Regions from separate parts of the Anser cygnoides genome. Here region 2 is linked to region 1. A link is a contact called in public Hi-C data. All regions are on one chromosome and are shown on one strand. The core of a region is the stretch at or near the end of the contact, and the rest is flanking DNA. Distances in the headings are between cores, read along the strand shown.

Region 1 (5,805 bases), core at 2,064-4,563:
CCTCCTCCAGGCCCCTCACAGCCCCGCCGGCCGCCCTGTGGAGCCTGGGCTCGGTCTCAGGCAGCATCCCCAGGCCCTCTCCGAGTCGCTGAGCCAGCGGAGGTCCCTCAGTGAGGCGGGGCCCGGCCCGGATCCCCTCAGTATCCCCCCAGGAGCCCTGAGGGCGAGCCGGGTAGCGCCTCCCCGCTCCCCTCACGCCGCCCGGCCCACCAGGGTCCCGATCCCGGCCCCAGCAAACACCAATTCGCCCCCTTCCTCCCTCCCTCCGTCCCCCCAGCGCGGGCAGAGCCGCGCCCCGGCCGGAGGCGCCGCCGTCACCTTCATGGCCGCCCCTCGCCGCCACCGCCGCCTCAGCCGGGCGCCGCCCCCGGCCCTGCGCCGCTCTCCAGCGGGCCGCCTCACGGAGGGCGGGCCTTCCCGCCGCGCCGCACGCCATTGGCCGTCCTTCCCCTGACAGCTAGCGGGAGGAGCCAATCGGAGGAGAGGAAGCGCGGCCTGCTGGGCGGGGGCGGAGATTGGGCGGGAACGGGGCCGCCCCTCAGAGGGGCAAAGGGCGGGCGCGGCGGGGCCGTGAGGTGACGGGATTGTGAGGTGGCGGTTGACCGAAGGTCGCTGCCTCACGGCTTGGGGTCGCCCTTTTAATGGTCATGGAAGCGAAGGAGCAGGCTGGCTTTTCGCCCCTGCCACAGTCTTTGAGAACTGAGGAATTTCCTTATTTAAAAATCCCACTTTCGACCGGCTTCCAAACGCTTCTTGCTTTCTCTATGCCATGAGTGGGGTGTATCAAAAAATAAAAATAACTAACACGGTATATAACAGCCAAAAGCTTGTAACCAAAAAGATTTCATTAAAAAAAAAAAAAAAGCCTTGAGGCAAGCTTTACATAAGAACACAGAGCCAAGAACAAAAGAGGCTGCTGCCAAAAGGAGGGATGGACAAAAGTGGCTGAAAATAGATTTTGACCACAAACGCAATTTACTCATACAAAAGGTTGCGTAGAGTCTCTAATAATTTGTGCAGGCTGGATCTATTTTTGGAGTGGGGCTCATAGAAGAACTGAGTCCAAAAAATGTATGTTACTGCCACCAGAATGTCACAGGCTTGGCAGCTCCAGCAACAAGAGTGGAGCCAGCTTCTGGATTTGCTCTGTTACCATGCTTTCGTTCAAACTCACGTTGTCTCTTCTTAGAAACGTTCATGATCCTCAAGAAGCTTTTGATAAACTATGAACTTTACACGTTTTAATAAAAAATATGGTATTAATCTTTTTTCCCAACAATAGCCTGCAATTTTAGTCAAAGCTTTTCAGAAGAGAGTAGAAAATCTCTCCTTTCTACTGTCAAACAGTGGTAGAACAAGCAGTGGCACATATCCCACGTTTCTTGTGAAAAAGATTGCTTTAGGACATGTCACTACAGTTTGTTTTTTATAAACTTTTACGTCACTTAAACTTGGTTGATTCAGAGAGTCATCCCTGCAGTACCAAAGTTTACCCAGATATTTTGTTTATGATCTCACACTAATACATGAGAGCTCCTCATGCAGTTGCTGTAAGCGGCATAACAGCTCTGTCCCACAGATGAGAAAAACTGAGCAAAACCTAGAGTTTCTCTTTTAGCTCTGGTAAGGACTTGTGACAAGAAATCCTCCCCAGCACAGATGTTTTAGGGAGCAACGTGGGCCTGACTGGGCTGAGATATGGTGACTGTGCTGACAGCTGCAGTTGCCACTCCCGCCCTAACTTGGGCAGATCTTGATGAATCATATTTGTAACATGTTATTTGAGATCAGTTTATTGTGTCTAAATTGTAACCACATAAATTGTTTTTAAGCAGGGAATTTGACTGCTAAAAAACAGTTTAAGGACAGAACCCCAGCTGCTACTGTGTGGCTGACGAGTGGCATTTGTAGAGGTTCTATTAATAAGAATCTTGCCCTCGCTGAGCCTTCTGGATTGTGCCAAAGAAGCATTAAAAGATTTAAATCTATTAATGCTAGATGTCCCATTTACTTCTGTCATGAAAGAACAAGTAATGATGACTCGCTGCAGCTCTGTAATCCCCCAAGGTTTTACACATCACAAGAGAGTGAGGTAGAGAAGTGATTCTTAATAGAAATCTTCATTTGTTTTTAATGTAACAATTTGCAACATTTTACATAAAAGTTAAAATAAAAGTTAATCTCTGGAGTTTATATTGGAATTTCAGACTGGTTACCATGTATAGTAGCAATAGTCATTATAGTAGTCACTTTTTATATCAGAGACACAATACTTCAAGATTACCTTTTGAGAAGGTTTTCAGATTACTGAGACTTGGTTCAGCAGATTTAGTGCTGCACTAAAATGCAACAGTTCCCAAATCCATGTGCCAGCTATTTCATGCTTCATAAACTCGGGTACATTACGCAGGGGCTTGAGCCTTGTTCTGGTGTGATAAAGGATGGCTTTTTCAATTGTGTAACTTAATCTTTAACTTAATACGACCAAAATAATCTCTTGCTGCCTATTTAGAGAGCTGGTTATAGGGTATTGTGAGTTCATTTAAATATACTTTAAAAGCATATTCTACACTTTATACAATATACTGTACAACACGCTGAAGGATTATCAGTGTCATTTGCATGTTGACTTTGGAGAGTCACACAGAAACGTCAGGATTTGGGCCAGAGGCATGTCACTTCCTTTTTACACCGACTTCTGCAAACGCTGACCGCAGTGTTGGGTCTCTCTTCTCCCACCGCTCTCTGGCAGGCCACTTTGCTATTTCAGTGTTTCCGCCCAAGCTGTCATGCTTTGTTTTCAGGAAATACCAGTAAATTAACTTGTATAACCTAACAGCTGTCGCTACTTCCTGCTCTTTATATTCAGATATTATAACAGATGCTCTTTATATTCAGATATTATAACTAATGAGTATTAGTTCCTTGAGATCTAGGATTATGCCAGCAGCAACTAACCACCACATCAAGTTTTTTACATGGAAATAAATCCTAGGAAATTACTCCCGGCTTGATTTGCCTCCTCCTCCTCTCACCACCTGCAGGCGTGAATCAGGAGCAAGTCAAATGAGATCCCTAGGGACAAGCAGATGTATAATAACAGCGGTTTTGGGTTCTCTCACAAGAAACGGAGCTGTTTTAATAACCGGCTGTTTTATTGGAAGCACGACACTATAGTGAGGGACCGAAAAGCGACTCCCCCCCCCCGGAACGTCTCCCCGCGGCCCCATCCCCCGGCCGGCCCCTTGGTAGCGGTGCACAGCTCCCGCTCCCGATTGGCCGCGGCCCCTCCCACGTGACGGCGGCAGCGGCGGCGATTGGCTGGGCGGGCGCGGGCGGTTGCCTCGGCGACGGGGCTGCGGGTGATGGCGGCCGGGAGCCGCCATGGCGAGCGTGCACGAGAGCCTCTACTTCAACCCGATGATGACGAACGGCGTGGTGCACGCCAACGTCTTCGGCATCAAGGACTGGGTCACCCCTTACAAGATGGCGCTGCTCGTGCTCCTCAGCGAGCTGGGCCGCGCCGGCTCGCAGCTCGGCCTGCTGGAGAGGCGGCGGCTCAACCGGCTGCTGCTGCCCCTGCTGCAGGTCGGGGCCGGGCCAGGCGGGAGGGGAAGGGGAAAGAAGGGAAAGGAAAGGGAAAAAGAAGGGAAAGGGAAGGGAAAGGGAAGGGAAAGGGGGCCCTCAGCGGCCCCTGGCATCGTGGCCTGTTCAGTTTTGGGCCCCTCACCACCAGAAGGACATCGAGGCCCTGGAGCGTGTCCACAGAAGGGCTGCGAAGCTGGTGAAGGGCCTGGGACACAAGTCCTGTGAGGAGTGGCTGGGGGAACTGGGGGTGTTTGGTCTGGAGAGAGGAGGCGCAGGGGAGACCTTATTGCTCTCTGGAACTACCTGAAAGGAAAGCATGGGGAGCTGGGGGTTGGTCACTTGTCGCAGGTAACTAGTGATAGGACTAGAGGGGATGGCCTCAAGTTGTTCCAGGGGAGGTTCGGGTTGGAAATGAGGAGACATTTCTTCTCAGAAAGAGCAGTCAGGCATTGGGATGGGTTGCCCAGGGAGGTGGCGGTGTCACTGTCCCTGGGGGTGTTCAAGGAAAGGTTGGACGTGGTGCTTAGGGACATGGCTCAGTGGGTGACATTGGTGGTAGGGTGATGGTTGGACCAGATGATCCTGAAGGCTGTTTCCAACATTAATGATTCTACGATTCAATGTTGGTCTCCTCCCCAGGGTCCCGACATGCCACTGTCGCGACTGCGCAAGGCCATCGAGGAGTCGTGCCCGCACCTGGCCAGCTCTGTGCACATCAGGTGGGCACTGGGCCCTGGCAGGTGGGGAGCTGTCCAGGGCGGGTGCTAAGCGGTGCCGCAGCCGAGCCATTCCTGAACTCTCACATCTGCCCCGCTATCTGGTGATAACCTCTCTGCCTGTGTTTATACGTCCAGTTGAAACGGCAGTATGTCCAGAGTGAAGATGTGCTTCCGCAGCTTTTCTAGTTGTCATAAACAAGTTCCGAAATGCACACAAATCAAACATTGAAGAAATCTAGTGTAATAAAGTCTCTGCGATAACAGAACACTTTTTTCAACATTAGCTAATTCAGAAAATGACAGCTTTAAAATCAGTATTTTTTTGATTCCTAAGTATTTTGTTAGAATAACAATCCCTTCTGTTTGTTCTCTTTAATACAATAGCAGCTTAAAAAGAAAATATCTTGATTATTATTTAGATTCTTATTAATATTTCACGTTTTGATTTTATTAATTTATGTAAAAACCTTCTGGACATAATGAACTAGCTGCCTCTTGGATCTGTCAGCGTTTACTCATCTATCCCTGAAATGGAGGAATATTATTTGATGTATCATATTTAAATCCTAAAAATGTATTATTTTTTTTCCCTGATTAGGTTGAAACTTATGGCAGAAGGAGAACTGAAAGATATGGAACAATTTTTTGATGACCTTTCAGATTCATTTTCTGGGACAGAGCCAGAAGTTCATAAAACAAGTGTAGTAGGTAACTAGCTATTGTCTGTAAGCTGTAGTTGATCTGACACCTGTTATTGACGGAATTCAGTCAAGATACAACTTTGTAACCAATAATTTTCCCCAGTGTGCAGTTCCTGCTGCTGCTAATTGTTCTGTGATCAGATAATCTGTGAGTTTTGCCACTGAATTAATTAGAGATTTATACTGAGCAGACCTGAATTTTATCAATTGGTAGGCTGAGATGAGACACGCTAAATTAAATAGTGCAATTTAAGCTTCTGGTTATTATAATGATTTGTAGTCTCCTCTGAATCGGGAACCTTACATAAAGGTGTCATAACACAGATGTTTTCCTTTGCAGGTCTGTTTCTGCGCCATATGATCTTGGCATACAATAAGCTTTCTTTTAGTCAGGTCTATAAACTTTACACCGCGCTTCAGCAGTATTTTCAAAATGATGAGAAAAAAAGTGGAACTGATGAGAATGATATGGAGCTGACGAATACAGAAGAACTGGAGGGGAAAATGGAGAAAGAAGAACTTGATGTACCTCTAAGGTGATACATTAATATTAAAGTCTTTCCCACTTCTGTCAGCAAATTAGTTGCATTTTAGATTGCTTCTGTACACATCAAAGTAAACTGAGGCTTTGTCCAGCTCAAGCTTCTACTCCTGTTAAACTTCTCAAAGTCCATGGACGCTCACCTGTGCCTGTCCTATCACAAATGCCGTGTTACAATCTGGGATAATTTAATTTCAATGCAAATAGAGAAGCTATCAGAACTTCAGCTGGAGTATTGAGATGTATACTCTAAATT
Region 2 (5,805 bases), core at 2,115-4,614, 36 kb after region 1:
CGTGATTTTCATGCAGCATCCACGTGTGTTCCCCATCCCAAAAGGATGGGCTAAACATTTGTACTTCCACGGATGAGTTTACATGCAAGCAAGCAGATACAGGAGAAAAGCCAAGAAGAGGCAAGTTTAAGACTGCAGTTAGCACCAGCCCAGTCAGGAGACTTCTAAAGCATAGGGAAGGGAGGAAGTTAGGCGGGTGGAAGGACAGATGGGGAGAAATTCAGCCACACTTGAGAATCAGCCCCTCACGACAGAGGCAAGCAGGAGGCTGCAGGAGCACAGCAGCCACAAGAGGGCAGGGCCGGGAGCAGGCAGCGAGGGAGGCAGCACAGCACAGCTCAGCTTGGCACACAGAGGCGGTTCCTTGTCCCACACAACGTGACTCGCCCGCAAATGACACGGAACAGGAATATGATCAAATAAGTGAGATTAGACTTACTCCGTCACATGGTTCACTAAGCCAGGAGGAAGCACAGAAGAGGGTAGAAGAGAACAGGAAGGATTGGTAAGGGGAGGCACCATGGTCTGCAATTAGCAAGAGCATCTTAGAGCCTGCACCAGCTGGGCCGCGATATCCTCCAGCCTGTCTGACACCCCAATACCTGCAGGCCTGGCACCTCCCAAACACAGACGTGCTCTGTCTGCACGGCAGCAGCCTCCCGCCACACCATGAAGCAATCCTCCTCCTCGGCTCCTGTTCGAGCGAGGGACTGCAGACCCGAAATCATGGCCCTGGCTGGCAGCGAATTCACATGAGTTCTACCAAAAGCGATTCCCTCTGCTAACCGAGAGCTGGTGACACCAGAACCAAGCCAAGCCCTGAACTGTTTCCTCATGAGCAGGACAGTTGCAGGGATCTTGGCAAGGTGACCAATCCACATCACAGCTCTGAGCCTGGGTGCAATCAGCTGCCCAGCTTTGCACTCGAACTGTTTTACTGGTGGTACTGAACCTACCCATACTGACCAGCACGTGTACGTGGTGGTATACACCAGAAGGATGCTCCTGGTGCAGATCTGGCCTTTGACTGACAGAGACACCTTCTAGAGGTTAGTTTTTCCCTCGCCTTGTACAGTGAAGGAGGCCCTTCAGCCTCCCACCCCCGTGCTCCCTGCCCCCTACATTTCACAGCATCAGAGAAAACCTCCAAATAAGTTTTGCAGCATCAGAGAAAGTCCAGGGACTACCTGCAACTGCCAGGGGAGCACAGGCAGCCTGCAACACTGTGCCGACGGCAGACAGAGCCACAGGGACAGCGGGGTCCCTTCCATTGCCACATTACCTGAAGTTGTACCCGGGCGAGACGGTGTGGGCAGTGTCCTTGTTGTCAAGGCGCCGGAAGGAATATTTCGGCACGCAGTGGGAAGCGGCTCTGTCAAGGTTGCAGTCCCATTTGATCTGCAGCCCCATGACTCCACCCTGCAGAGCGGAGGAGAGGAGCTGGTGAGCAGTCCAAGAGCCCGGGCAGCCTTGCACAGGGCTCTGGGCTGACCAGGACCCCGATTACTGGCCCGTGTCGCAGTCCCAGTCAGTCCTTCCCACTGCTACAGAAGAACCTTGCACATATTCCCACCCAAGGCAGCCAAGGCCAAATATTGCTAAGTAGAGTTGACTCCACTCCCTCTGGCCAGGGCAGCTCTCCGTTTTGCAGCTAATCCATGTCCCATGGCTCATGCCACCAGGCACGGGGGGACAATTACTTACTGCTCCTATCCTACACACCCGAGAGAAAGGTCTGCCAAATACCTCCACGGCCATCTCCTGGAAGTTCTGCCCTGCAGCTTCAACTATTTTCCCTAGACGAAAGATAGGGCAGAAGGGATCTGTCTGGGAGTCATAGATGCAGTTCTTGAGGTAAGTGGAGTTGATAGTGGGGAGGATATTTCGTCTATAAGGGAACAGAGAGAGAAGATCTGTTGCATCTTCCGCTTCTCCAGCTCCCCTCTACTGTCCGGGAGGCCAGGCAGCGCAATGCCTCACACACTACTTACTTGGTGAAGTTGAATTTGGGATACCAAATATTGTTCTTCACCAGAATGGTGAAGTTCTCAGCTCCTTGCAGGAACGCCGGCCTGCAAAACAATAGAAAAAGTAAATTAAGTTTCATTTATATTTTCACAAACAAGGTCTCTGTCACTGCAGTCACTTTGTCACTTTGGTGATAACCTCTTTAGCTTTTCCCAACAGTAACACATGAGGAAAAACCACTGGTTGTGGCAGAAACCAGCTGTGTACTGCTGGCCTCCTCTCAGGAGGGCCAACGCAGAGTAAGAAGACAGAGCTCTCACTTGGGTATGTGATAGTCATCCTCCACGGGGCACCATGCAAAGACTTCACAGGTCTTGATGCTGTCGTTGTAATTTACACATTTCCCAGTTTGGATGCCTGGAAAGACATGTGAATGGAGACACTCCCAAGGAAAAGTAAAGGGGCAGTATTTGCCCTGCGATGTCTCCTCACTCTGTAAGGTGAAAGCAGTCTGCTCAGAAGGGAAGTACCACTGTCTAATCCCTCGTTATCTTCCATTGCAACTTCTAGCACAATTTCAGAGAAAGAAGCATTTTCCGAGTCAAATCCTCATCTATGTATGTGAAACTGCTTCACAGACTCAAGGTCTTGAAAAAGACCTCACACTGTTTCACACTCATCAAAGCACACACCCAGCCAACATCCACCCAACACAGTTAAGCCCATCTGCTCTTCCCTGGAAGAAAAATGTGAGCTTCCTTTTCAGTTCTCTTAGGCAGGAAAGAATGAGAACAAGGAGACTCAAGTGGAATGCTGGTTCCTTCACAGGAGAGTGGGCACAGCGCAGCGATATTACAACAGAGAATGAACGCGCCCTTGCAGCAAGTTTCCTACCATTGCTGTGGGTGCTGACATATCCTGGAACACAGCTGTTGTTCTTGCCGCACTCTGTTTTATCATCTGGAAGCTGGACAGGAACAACAATTAAACAAAACTCCACAAACCCTCCCTCCCCACGCTCCTGACCACACCACGTAGGATTAAAGCAGATCCTGTACCTACCTCTGGACACTGGCCCTGGGTCTGGTTTAGTGTGAATATCACATTGGTCATGACAAACACGCTGTTCTCCTCCTGAGCATGCAAAGCAAGAAGGAAATTTAAGAGCGACAATACTATGCAAAGCATATCCAAGGCGCTGCCCCAAATGTCAAAATGTCTTTACTGACAGAGCTGAGATGGTCCCGCAGAGGGGGCTTGCTTTGGACAGTGCAGGTATAGCAATAAAGGAGCAGGATCCCACGAGTATCGCCTGATGCCACTGCCTTTGGGCAGAGGAAGGAATGTGGGACTAGCAACCCTTTCTGTCCTCCCACTTGGCCCCTCCTTTACAATATGAAAAAAAATCACAGAGCTATTCTGGGAGTTATAAGGCATGAGCAGAAATAAAAATCCAGCTGCAAGTTAGTTCACAGCTCTCCTTTTTTTTTTCAATATAACTACCAAATATTTTACCAGTCTTGGTTTGTTTCTGCAGTGAACACCACTTCCATTACTTTCAGATCTATATGAGTTGGGATCTGTTGTTTGCTCCTGCTCCATTAATATGCAAATATGATCACTCAGCCAAAAACTGGCTGAATACTCTCACTTTTTTTCTGCACCACAACCGACGCAGACAGAGTGACCCACAACTAGCAGCTTGGCCATGCCTGCCAACCCTGAAGGCCACGTACTGCCCACGCAGCGCAGATTCCTGCAGACATACCGTCAATCAGTAACTACAGCAATACCTCCTGTTCAGTTCCGGATCAGATGAGTGGCAGGCTATTCCTGGGGCTTCTGACAACAACTTATCTTTGAATTGTTTGCCTTTGAGACTAAGAGGGAGGATGTGGTTATTGCCACAACTTTTTCCTGAAGTCTGCAAAATTCTCCCTCGTATGCATATACACACACACATACACACTTTTCTTGAAACAAGATTCCTAATCTGCTTTATTTGCTATGTTCTCTTGTATAAAGGCCATGCTGAAGCAAAAGCTGCTCCAGACCTCAGTGGATTTTTGGCAGAGCAGCAGCTGTTTCTTAGAAAACCCACCCTCTGCATGTGAAAGTGATTCATACCTGAGGAGGGATGACATAGTCTGCTACATCCCAGATCCTGGCTCCCAAGGAGGACGTGTTTGTCAGCGTTACTCCTTTCACCTTTGTGGTTACAGAACTGACCACAGAGTCTGTTTCCTGGTAGCCCTTCTCCCACACAAAGACCCAGCTGCAAGATAGGGATTGCAAGAAAAAAATAAAAAAAATCAAACCACATACCACACAACAAAAAAACAGCTAAACACCAGAAATTAGCACAGGCAGTGAGAATTTCACCTTTTTTCATGTGTAACCTGAAAAGGCAGGTCCATATAGTTTCAGAGTGTTTTGCTATAAAGTCACAGGATCAGCAATCTCCCTTCTGATTTTTTTAAGTGGTTTGGCAGTGTCTCATTACTGCATAATTGTATGTACGTCCTCCCACTCCCACAGGTGAAGATCAGTTCACAAGAGGGGAAACATCACAGGGCTCTGGCATGACCTCCACTACAATCGCCACGCAAATTTCACTTCAAGTCGGTGCAGTCAGGATGGTCCTTACTGCTGTCTAGGAGGCGGTGGGTCAGGCCCTTCGGTTCTGGTCCACACCATCTATTTTTGGCTTTTTATTTAGGTATTAAATGAGAACAGGCTGAAATTTCCTTTCACCAGCTGTGTGAAGGAATGAGAAAGAGCCAGAGAGTGCGCTGCAGAAACCCCCTGCTAGTGAGAGGAGAGGAGCAAGGATGCAAGGAAGCAACTCTCAGGATGACCAGTTAGTGACTTTTCCCAACTACGTGCCTTAAATGATTACAGTTTTCAGGTTTCCACTGGCACTTACTGTAAAAGCTACACACTCACACCCTTTGCTGCCAGTGAAAGAGCCATCTTCTCAAAAAGCATTTCAGGACAACTGCAAATTAGGTTAATTTTTACAGCTTACACATATATTTCATCTATTCTCAGACTGGAGCAATTCAAACTGAGAAACCATTAAACAGAGGGGATGTTGCAGGCACACAAAACACAACCTTTGCTCCCGTGAGCAGGAAGGGCTGCCCCGGTTTTTCCCTGCTCCTAGGGATGGGGCCACACCGCGGGAGTAACTCCTGTCAGTAAAACATCGACCGGCTGCCTCCCCGGTCTCTCTTATGGCAGGCTGTCCGCCACCTGGTTGTCAGGTCTTTCCTCACAACACAACGCTCTTTGCCTCGTAAGAGCTTTTATATGTTATAAAACGCTGTGACCTGGCGACAGGTGGGATGGAAAGCCACCAACCCTTCTCCAAACTTTCTACGCCATTTACGTCCTCCTGATAAATGATTCGAAGCAGCGAAGACCCGCTTACCGTCACCAACAGGCACACGTCTGACCTATTCCTGGAGCTCATCCCACATTTCTTCCCCCAAAACGCCTCACGGGCTCCCTCTCCTCAGGAACGACCCCAGCCCTCCCCAGCACCCAGGGCTTCGGCCTCCCCTCAGCGCCCCGGGGGTCGCTTCCCGCCCTCCCAGCGCCTCCCTGACAGAACCGGGGGCTCGGGCAGCCGCCGGCTCCTTCCCCTCAACCCCGGGGAGCCTCCGCCTTTGGGGCAGCCCCAGGCCGGCCCGTCCTGCCCCCTCAGCCCCTCGGGGCTCCCACGAGGAGCCGCCCGCCCTCCTCCCTCACAGCAGCCGGCCCCCAACGCCGAGCCCCCCCCCGCTCACCCGATCACGTAGGCGAGGATGGCGAGCTGCACCCCGCGGTTGATGA

The links. A called contact is a pair of places that touch in the nucleus more often than the background predicts.
Region 2: a contact with region 1 is called in a Hi-C map of liver, with 1.5 times the contacts expected there. The contact joins the enhancer-like site here to the promoter of ANAPC5 in region 1. A contact is called at or near these places in 2 of 7 Hi-C or Micro-C datasets (both in liver).

What each region holds. Positions count from the first base shown.
Region 1 is chr17:3,124,381-3,130,185 of Taihu_goose_T2T_genome, forward strand. ANAPC5 (anaphase promoting complex subunit 5) reads left to right here and starts at 3,314. Exons shown (of 17, transcript XM_048073818.2): 1 at 3,314-3,588; 2 at 4,228-4,307; 3 at 4,906-5,015; 4 at 5,349-5,544. The coding sequence starts at 3,385. All of the region lies in intron 1 of RNF34 (ring finger protein 34), which reads right to left.
Region 2 is chr17:3,160,632-3,166,436 of Taihu_goose_T2T_genome, forward strand. It overlaps LOC106031147 (P2X purinoceptor 4), which reads right to left. Exons shown (of 16, transcript XR_010825536.1): 16 at 4,114-4,243. Among named protein-coding and RNA genes, the nearest start is that of RNF34, 12 kb to the left of the region's middle. Within about 2 kb of position 3,365, at least 1 of the 3 cell types and tissues checked has open chromatin away from gene starts, as enhancers often do. A contact at or near this core is called in liver, where this site is marked.